Regions from separate parts of the Hordeum vulgare genome. Here region 1 is linked to region 2. A link is a contact called in public Hi-C data. All regions are on one chromosome and are shown on one strand. The core of a region is the stretch at or near the end of the contact, and the rest is flanking DNA. Distances in the headings are between cores, read along the strand shown. Region 1 has its middle 160 kb from the start of LOC123445453. Region 2 has its middle 190 kb from the start of LOC123445453.

Region 1 (4,702 bases), core at 1,737-4,236, 35 kb after region 2:
AGTATTACGACGTATGGACCTCCATGGGCAGCGAGAGAAGCAGCAGGATCGTCTGGCCGTACGCACGTACCTTAGGCATCGCTCACCGAACGGCCGGCTGACAGTGATGGATCTAGCTAGTACGAAAACGACCGACGGTTAATTTCACGATATATAGGCTTATGTTTCTCTAACGTGCATGCATGGCGCAGTAACCTCGCCCACGAACTGTCCAATCGGGGATGAATTAATCCGTAGATTTCTCCGTCTGCAATAGCCGCAGCAATTGCACCATATATACCTAGGAATAGGATTCGATCTGATCGCGCATGCACGGCCAAATTACAATTGCGATCGTTTCGTCCGGCCGGTACCGGCCGTACACGGTTAATGAGCCAGTTCGATTCTACATATACTCTACCACTGCTGGTTACGTACGTACCGCGCTTCATTCTACTCCTAGTAGATAATCTTGAGTTAGCAGATAATCGTAAATATTTGTTAAGAGATGTTATGCTAAGTGATGATTTCTTAATTAAGGTCCTGTTAGAAATCATTTAGATTATATAATCCAGTTTTTATAATCTATTTTGTCTTCAAACATGACAAAATCTGGTGTAGATTATAAAAAATAGATGGACAGATTATTAAAAACACATAATCTACTCTACTCCTGCTAAAATCAGATTATGGATTGCTAATGACCCATTACCCCTGTAAAGTGGGAAATAATTACATTCCTACCACCGCCACCCGCCTCTTTTAAAAAAACAAAGAACAGACAGGTCATTATGCAATGTAAATCCGGATTACAGTTTATATAATCTGCCTCCAAACATGTATACCTATATTATTTTTAAAAATAGATTATATATTCTATCTTTATAATCCAGATTATCATAATCTATTGTGGTTCCAAACAAGGCCTAAGAGATGACATGCTTGTTCTTCCGCTTTCTCGTCCGTGCCTCCGAATATGAGAGAACTCTAACCGACCCCTATAACTGTTTGAAGGAGAAAATAATTCAATTCACCTCGCTGAACTCCAAAAAAACCTTAGAGGCGTGAAAAACTGGAGCTAGCTAGCTAGAGGACATGTGACTCGGCTTATAATCCTGAACAATCTATTTTTGATTTGCCATTCATTCTAGATCAAACGGTCAGGTAGAAATTTTTTTTACTTCCAGCAACATGTAACCCCTATATTTCCTTGACCTCGTGGGTGCGGAGTAAAAATCGAGTTCGCCCCCTCCCCCCCCCCCCCCTGCTGTCCTCACCCCCATCCCCGTCGCCCAATCTTTTTTGGGTCGAGCGGGCATGAGGCGGTGTCATAGTAGCAGAGGAGCGTCGAGCGGGCACAAGGCGACGTGATAGTAGCAGAGCATCGAAGGCCGAGCTGGCTATACCGCCGCATATGTCAGACCGGAATGGACCGAAAAAAGGCTGATATTGAAAACCCAGAACCGGCCCGACTGTCAGGCTCACACCTAATTAGTCGGGCTTTGGGTCTGAGCCTGACATAGCCCGACCGATCCAGCCAGACTGCGGCTAAATTCACATTTTTCTTAAGCCCAAGCCCGTCCCGCCCGACTACCGGGCTCAATTTTCAAGCCCGAGCCCGGCCCTATGGGACGATTAGGCCAGGTCTGGTCCAGATATTCAAGTTGGCCATAGCCAGGCTACACATGAGGACGGGTAGATGGATCGATATGGCAGCCATGGCATGACACGGTTATAAAGTCGACGAATGTGTTATCGCCATCCCATCAGGGTTCAAGTTCTCGTGGTCGCATTTATTTTCGGATTTATTTGGTATTTTCAACGATAACTATTCAATGGAAGGAGACGTTTCCGTCTACGACGAGGAGCCTACGATGATTTCATAAATTTTAAAATAACATGCCGATTTAGTCTCTCAAAACTGTTCATAGGAATATGATGCGCGTGCATTTTTGTGTTTACATGATGTTAAAAAAATGGAGGGCGGTGGCTGGCCCGGGACAAGCAAACACAACAGCTGGCCTGTACGCTACGAGCTGCTGCCCTGTCCTAAACCCCAAACCAAACCATGGAAGCAAAACAAAACCATGTTTTAACCATGCCCTCTGCACTCCAGCCGCGAGCCAGCTCACCTGCACCTCCACTACACTTCTGTCGATCCTTAAAATGTTTCACCGTCCGCTTTGTGCTTTCCACTTGTAGTTCTTATGAAACATGGTACGCCACACTACCTCCGGCCGGTCTTTTCAATCGGCTCCAGTCGACGTGGCCGCGGAATCTGTCTTGTTTGTTCAGCGCTCCTCCCTCCCTCTGTTTCCAGCTAGGACACGCACTGCTCTCCAGAACCAAAACGTACCAGCTGGCGCACGGCTTCGAGACGTTCGAGGTACACGGCGCAGCTATCGAGGACGAGGACGGACGTGTCGACCGGTGCTGGATCGGTTGCCCTCCAGCCAAACGGTTAGTTTGCCACGGTGGATCCGGCTACAGTGGCCACGCTGCATCTGCATGCATGCCTGGCTTCCTGGAAAACAGCACGTTTGCAGGAGACACCTCCGAACATGACAAGGTGGCCTGCAGCCGAAAGAGAGCAAGGGAAAAGCTCTTTTCGCCGCGGTCGCTCCCGCTCAGCCACCCATGCAGATACAATCACACTCGGGCAGAGCAACAACGCCGCGACCGGCCGGCGAGTAAAACGGCGGTCGGCGGGCCCGGCGGCACAGCCGTCCTCGTCGCGGCGCACTCGGCCCCACCATATTCGCCCCCGTGCCGAAATCAAGCCGTCACATGCCGCCGAGCTGGTTGCCCGGCTACAGCTGCACTGTGGGGCCTACGTGGTACAGCTACGCCAGCTAAGCACGAACTGAGAAATCAGCCTCGTCTGCCACGCTCGCTCCGCCACCACCCCTTTCACGTGCGCCAGCTCACGGGCCTGACCAGCCAGCCACTCCGCGCGCCGTCCGATGGCCATCGAGCGGTCCGAACCCGCTGCCAGGCACGGGTTACAGTGCGCTCCCTCCCAGTGTGCTCGCTCCACTCGAGCCCCGGGCCCCGGCTCGGGGGGTGGGCCGCCGTGGGCTTGGCGCGAGCACGAGGGTGGTGGTGGGTGCATGGGTCTCGCTCCCTTCAAAACACACTGCCCACCGCGAAAAATACTCTATATACCCACGAGGCTGGTGGTGGGTGCATGTAGTAGCAAGCCTAGCGAAGCAATCAGAAGGGCTTTGGGCCATATTCGGACGCTGGAAACTCTACATAATCTACACCACCCATGAAAAGTCATGCAAGGTAGGGCTAGGTTCACCTGGTTGCGAGCTAGCTTTGCTGCCAGAAATAAAATCGCATACATATATATATATGCCGTGGACCACCGGGGTATTCTACTCCCTTTCATATGATGATTGGCAAGACTCCTCCACCATCAGATTTAGTTGGACGTAATTAATAACAAAAGAAATGCACTGCTAATAACAGATGAATGAGAGGAGAACACTAGATGGTGGTGTATATTGTATCCTACCTCATGATTAGGCACACACACGCTGTAAAGTCACTCTTGTATCTATGCGCGGCGTGCATGCAGATCACAGCTATTTCCCGATACAAAACCGGCACACTTGCATAATGTATGTGTCAAGTGAACCACCGCCACTAGAAGAGAGGTCGTGTACATACATATAGAGAGAGTTGTTGATCAAGTATTTTGGCTGGTACCATTTTATATATGCTTACCTTGTTTTGGGCAATGTCAGCAGGCTCATGTATTGGTCTGGAATATTTCTTCTTCTTATTTTTAACAAGTGGCACATTTTAAGAAACCAGGCCTTTAAAAGCATGCAGGAAAAATCATAATCATCATTAACACATAAAATACAATCCGTGCAGCAGCTGCATGATCCTTTTATTTAATATAAAGCGGATTTTATTCAAAGAATAATTATATGCAGGGCAAAACATTAATTTGTGCACGAGCGAGCGTGCATGATTGTTGGTGGGGAGGTGTAGCAACTGGACTGGCGGGAAGGGTGTGGTGTGGGCCCCTGCATGCATGCGTACGTGGAGGGAAGCGGCATCTCGAGGAGGGCTGGCAGCGCGTGGCGCGGATGGGCCACATTTCGGGCCTCGGTTTTTATTACACGTAATGTATTTTATTAGTCCGCGAGCAATAAAGAAAAGAAAAGAAAAAGGCGCAGGCCGGCAGAGCTGAGCGCAGGGAGGGAGGCCAGCTGGGAATGAGCGGAAGCCAGCTGGGACTGGGGTACGGCCGGGACGCAGCTCCCGTCGCCGCTCTCCTCGCATGTCCGGACGCCCTGGACACGGTCCATGGACTTGTCCTGTGAAAAGTCCACCCCCTGGTCGCTCTGCTGTCTGGCCGAAGACCATCGTTACCGGAATCCATCGGTGCTTATTTCCACTGCAAGTGCGCAACCAAGCAATCTGACAGCAGTTTGACCAAGGCGTTTTTCAGTTGAAATCTTGCATGAAAAACCACGTACGTACGTAGAAGGCTGGTTTTTGCTCGCGCTCGGTCCATGGACCGGTCTCACGCGCGGCTCCTCCAGCTGGCCTCGGTTTTGGGTCATGCCCAGAAGTTCGCTGTAGCTTGCCGTGCGGTCCTGCTCTCCATCTCACTCTCACACACTTTACCATGCACTGGCCCACAGCCTCATTCCATTTCGTCCAAGAGCCTTGCCACTCCATCAAATACCCGTCCTGCCCCTGG
Region 2 (4,480 bases), core at 650-3,149:
AGGAGCGCGGCCCATTGGTCCCGGTTCGTGCCTAGAACCGGGACAAATGGGTCCAGACGAACCGGGACCAATGCCACGAGGCCCCGGTCGGCCCCTGGGCTCATGAACCGGGACTAATGCCCCCCATGGTTCCCGGTTCGTGAAGAACCGGGACTAATGGGCTGGCCAGGCCCGAACCAAAGCCCTGTTTTCTACTAGTTGTAGCAATAATCGTGTGAACACAAAATAACAGAAAGTAAAAGAAAGATGACTATTGGGTTGCCTCCCAACAAACGATATCGTTTTACGTCCATACCTAGGCATAATACATAGTATCAAGTGTTGTCATCCTTCTTATCAAGCTCCTAAACCACACAACCATGCTTCATATGAATTAAGCAAGGAAGACTAATACTAGGATCCCTTATTATGTTTATGAATTAGGATGGACACTAATCATTTTAAGATCTGTGTTTCTTTTAATAGGAGTGATATAGTATTCTTAAGGACATACATAACTTTAGAATTTTTCCTTTGAGAGGTGCTAGCATTAGTTTTAGAGGGAGTGACAAAAGTGGAACCCATTTTATCAATGACGTCCTCCATTTTATCAATTATATCAAGACCTTGCTCCACATTCCCAGTGATAATTGTATCTTTCTCCTTTAGTATTTTCAAAGTAATTATTACATTTGATCCAAACTGAGTAATATGATTGTGAACCTTTTTATCTATATCCTCAATGTGTTCTTTGGTAGACATTTTATCTTCAATAATCTCTTGCCTTTGCATAACATGCTCCAAAGTTAATGTAGTTTCATCGATAGTGATAGGTGGTGTCCGAGTAAATTTTCCATGGCTTTGAAACCATCCGAAGTATGACTCGTTAAGAAATTACTACCGGTAATAATGTCAAGAACAAATCTATGCCAAGTAGTAATACCCACATAAAAGTTACGAAGCAAGATGTCGAGGGATTGCTTATGAGTTAAGCTATTTTGAGCATTGCAAATCTTATGCCAATCATCTTTTAAACTTTGTTCTCCCCTTTTTAAAGTTAAGCACTTCATTCCCGAGAGTACACGAAACAAGAGAAGAACTAGGCATGATAGCAAGCAAGCAAATAAACTAGATAAGATAAATATTTTTATGTTTTTCATATTTTTAGGCAAGCGAACCAATATGTGGTTGAATGGTTACGAGGACAGTTGCATTTTCTATTCATGTGAGTTCAAGTGTTCGACTTTAGATTGATGCTTGCATTTTTTTATATTTACTTCGGGTTTTTCAACAATGTACGTTTCGTTTATGTATGCAAGCAATTTTGATCGTAACGTATTAAAAAAGTTAAAAAAAAGACTAGTAAAAAAAGACTGTACTACCTACAATCTCTATCAACAGTGGTATATATAACAAAATAATGCAAGATCGCTCAAAACAGATGATCGGCGCTGGCGGCATGGTGTGATACACGTGGACCACGTTTTCAGCACAACCCGCCGCGTCGCGCCGCTGGCTTGCTCCGGCACTCCACGCCACCATCAGCTGGCAAGTTGCATGGCCGCTGGCTTGCTGCCTTTTCTATCTTTTCCTCAGGCGTCCAGGTCATCATTTAGTTTAGACCAACCGATCACCGGGTGGTGTGGCCGGAGCCGTCCAGCTACACAACGCGTGTGTTTCACGTCCATCGTCAACGGCCGCCCCGGCCACGATCTGATCGATTGGATGCAATGATGCATGCGTCGCAGATGTTTTTCCAGGCGACGGCGACGCGGCGGCTGGATCGTGTCACGTCGACGTCGACCTCCAAAATCGGTCGCTGCGACATGTGTTTTTTTTGGTAATTAGTTGCCCTCCCATCGGTCCCTTTCGTACGTGAAATACTGGTGCGTTGCTGCGAGTTATTAATGCTAGATAGCTATAGTGGGAATGCGACCGAGGATGACCGATGGTGAGCTCTAGCTCCATCGCCGCGCAGTCGTCACGTCAGTCTCCGCGACACGCCATGCATGATGCATGGTGTGGCGTCGTGAGATCGTGTTCCGTGACGTACACATCTCGACTCGCCGGATCTACTACATCGAGATTCTTCCTTCCTATATCAATTTCAAGGTATGAGATTGCTAACCAGACTTGCTGCCCGGTGGGTTGTTCCTTGCTGGCATGTGCAGTCGTGTGAGATTATCTCGAGCCGAATCGTCAAACTCGTTTCTTTTTGTTATACCATTTTTTTAAGCATCTCAACGGCAGCGCAAAAATTTCGTGTCCAATATTTTTTTTAGCGTGACACTGTAGCATTTCTACAGCGCGGGGATCGAAACATCTTCAACAGATGCGCGCTAGTGCGACGCTCAATCAAGCCTAATCCAGCAACCCCACTCCAGCAGCTCAGAGTTTGCTGCGCGCGCAAACCGACTCATTAAATATAGTGCACGGGGTAGCTTTTTTCAACGCGTGTCCAAAAAAATTTAACGCGCACACAATTTTACAACCTCTGTTGAAGCTATCAAACGCAAAAAAAACAAATATTTTAGCGTGCGGGGTATATTTTAGACCCCTGTTGAAGATGCTCTTATATTATTGCACATTTCATTTCCGGTTTACTTCATTGGTGATTCAACAAAAAACAAATTGGAGTACTTCGAACCTTCACTAGACATCTGTACCGCCTTGTTCGGACAAAATTTACCTGCTAAGAACGTCCGAGATACATCCGGACGTCCGAAACCTCACAAACGTGTGTGGACATGTTAGGGCATCGGACGAGGAGCAAGCCCCCATCACTATCATCACATTCGCCATGCCACAAACGGGGCACATTTCAAGGGCGTCATGATGAGGATGCAGCGGGTAGGATAGGCATCGATGCCGGTCTCTGTGTTTCTAATGTTGCAAGAAGACCAACGGTATAACTTACAGCCCTGGAGGAACACCGGCTCGTAGAGTGCAAGATAGCTGGCGAGCAGGCGAACGAGTAAGCCACCGTGGCCATGGCCGTGGTGAATCCGGACATCGTGGATGAGCAAGGGGCGTACAAGTCCATGCTGAGTGCGTGAGATACGATGCGGGCGATGATGGCTCTGTGAGAAAGAAGTGAAGTGTGATGCGGGCGATGATGGCTCTGTGAGAAAGAAGTGAAGTGTGATAAACTGTTTGACGAGATCGCGAGGCAGACACGACGGCGGTGCACGCGATTGCGGACGAAAAAGCTCTTAGTGTGGCTAGTTCTGAGTCATTCGCATCAGGGTCGCGGTTGTGGATTGTCTGCCTTGCAGTGGCGAAGGCACAGGCGAACAGTAACCTTTGCCTTTGCTCAGCTTCACTCGTCGGATCAAGAACGAACATTGACTCGCTATATACAGTACTAGGAACAATACTCGCAAGCGAACCGAGTCGTCCATTCTTGATCCTGTGGCAAGGTCACCGGTGCCTTTGCCATGGCAAGGTAGAGAATCCGCGCCCCAGGGTCACAATATAATGACCACCAAGTTGCATAGTCCACGTTAATCATTGACCTAATCTTTACCAACGATATCCACGTGAGACGGCGGACTCCAACAAGGAATAGGATGTGAAAGACGGACTGCACTAGTTGTTGAATAGTAGACTAGACCATCAAAGAGTAGACTAGACTGAAATTATATTTGTTATTAAAAATCTAGTATTAATAAAATATCGTGTTCGCCTTTAGTTTGTTCATGGGTTTGAATGGCCGGCTATATTGATTGTGTCTGTTTTCACGATCCGGTTAGAGTTGCCCTAAAGACATATCTTGTGCCTATCCTTAAACCTTTATAAGACTTCGCTGTTCGGACGTGTTTTGTCATCTAACATGGGTATGTATAGTTCCGTCCACTAGTCCAAACGTGATTTTTCTTACAAACCGAAAACAAACTCGAATGGAGTCTTTGCGGGCATTTGGACCGCTCACATTATGCCAACTTCTGAGTGCCCTGGCCCACCCAAAAACGATCGTCACGCGTGTCCTTCCCATACAACCCCGTATCGGTTGTTGCATCACATTCATATCATCCAGATCATGCATCGACCGACACTGATACCGAGCGCGTGACAGAAAGGAGGGCAACACTTATGAACACAGCCTCTCGGACATCGTCAGTACAATGCATCGACCGACAATGATACCAAGCGCGTGACAGAAAGAAGGGCAACACTTATGAACACAGCTTCTCAGACATCGCCAGTACAATGCGGATGCCACGTCCCGAGAAACTAACTTCGGCCGCTGCGCCGTATTGATGTGGACTGACATGCCCTTTGCATGGTTGGTCGTGGCTATTTAAGTTGTGTGACGCTGATGCATACATCCACATTTCCTCTCCGAGCCCCTCCTCCACCAGCTGCTCCTTTTCATTGACCATCTCCAACTCCCGCGATGTCAAAGTCATGCTTCTCCATGCCGGCAGGTGGATCAAGGCGGCAGTAGTTCCTCGTCAGGAAACTATTGGCGTTGTTGCCCTCGCTTTCAGGGCCCTTGGCA

The links. Hi-C and Micro-C count contacts between places; a contact is called where the count stands out from the background.
Region 1: a Hi-C map of seedling shows a contact between it and region 2, with 2.2 times the contacts expected there. The contact joins two enhancer-like sites. A contact is called at or near these places in 2 of 6 Hi-C or Micro-C datasets (leaf and seedling).

What each region holds. Positions count from the first base shown.
Region 1 is chr3H:593,198,280-593,202,981 of MorexV3_pseudomolecules_assembly, forward strand. No RefSeq gene overlaps it. Among protein-coding and RNA genes, the nearest start is that of LOC123445453, 160 kb to the right of the region's middle. Within about 2 kb of position 2,987, at least 3 of the 3 cell types and tissues checked have open chromatin away from gene starts, as enhancers often do. A contact at or near this core is called in leaf and seedling, where this site is marked.
Region 2 is chr3H:593,164,337-593,168,816 of MorexV3_pseudomolecules_assembly, forward strand. No RefSeq gene overlaps it. Among protein-coding and RNA genes, the nearest start is that of LOC123445453, 190 kb to the right of the region's middle. Within about 2 kb of position 1,900, at least 3 of the 3 cell types and tissues checked have open chromatin away from gene starts, as enhancers often do. A contact at or near this core is called in leaf and seedling, where this site is marked.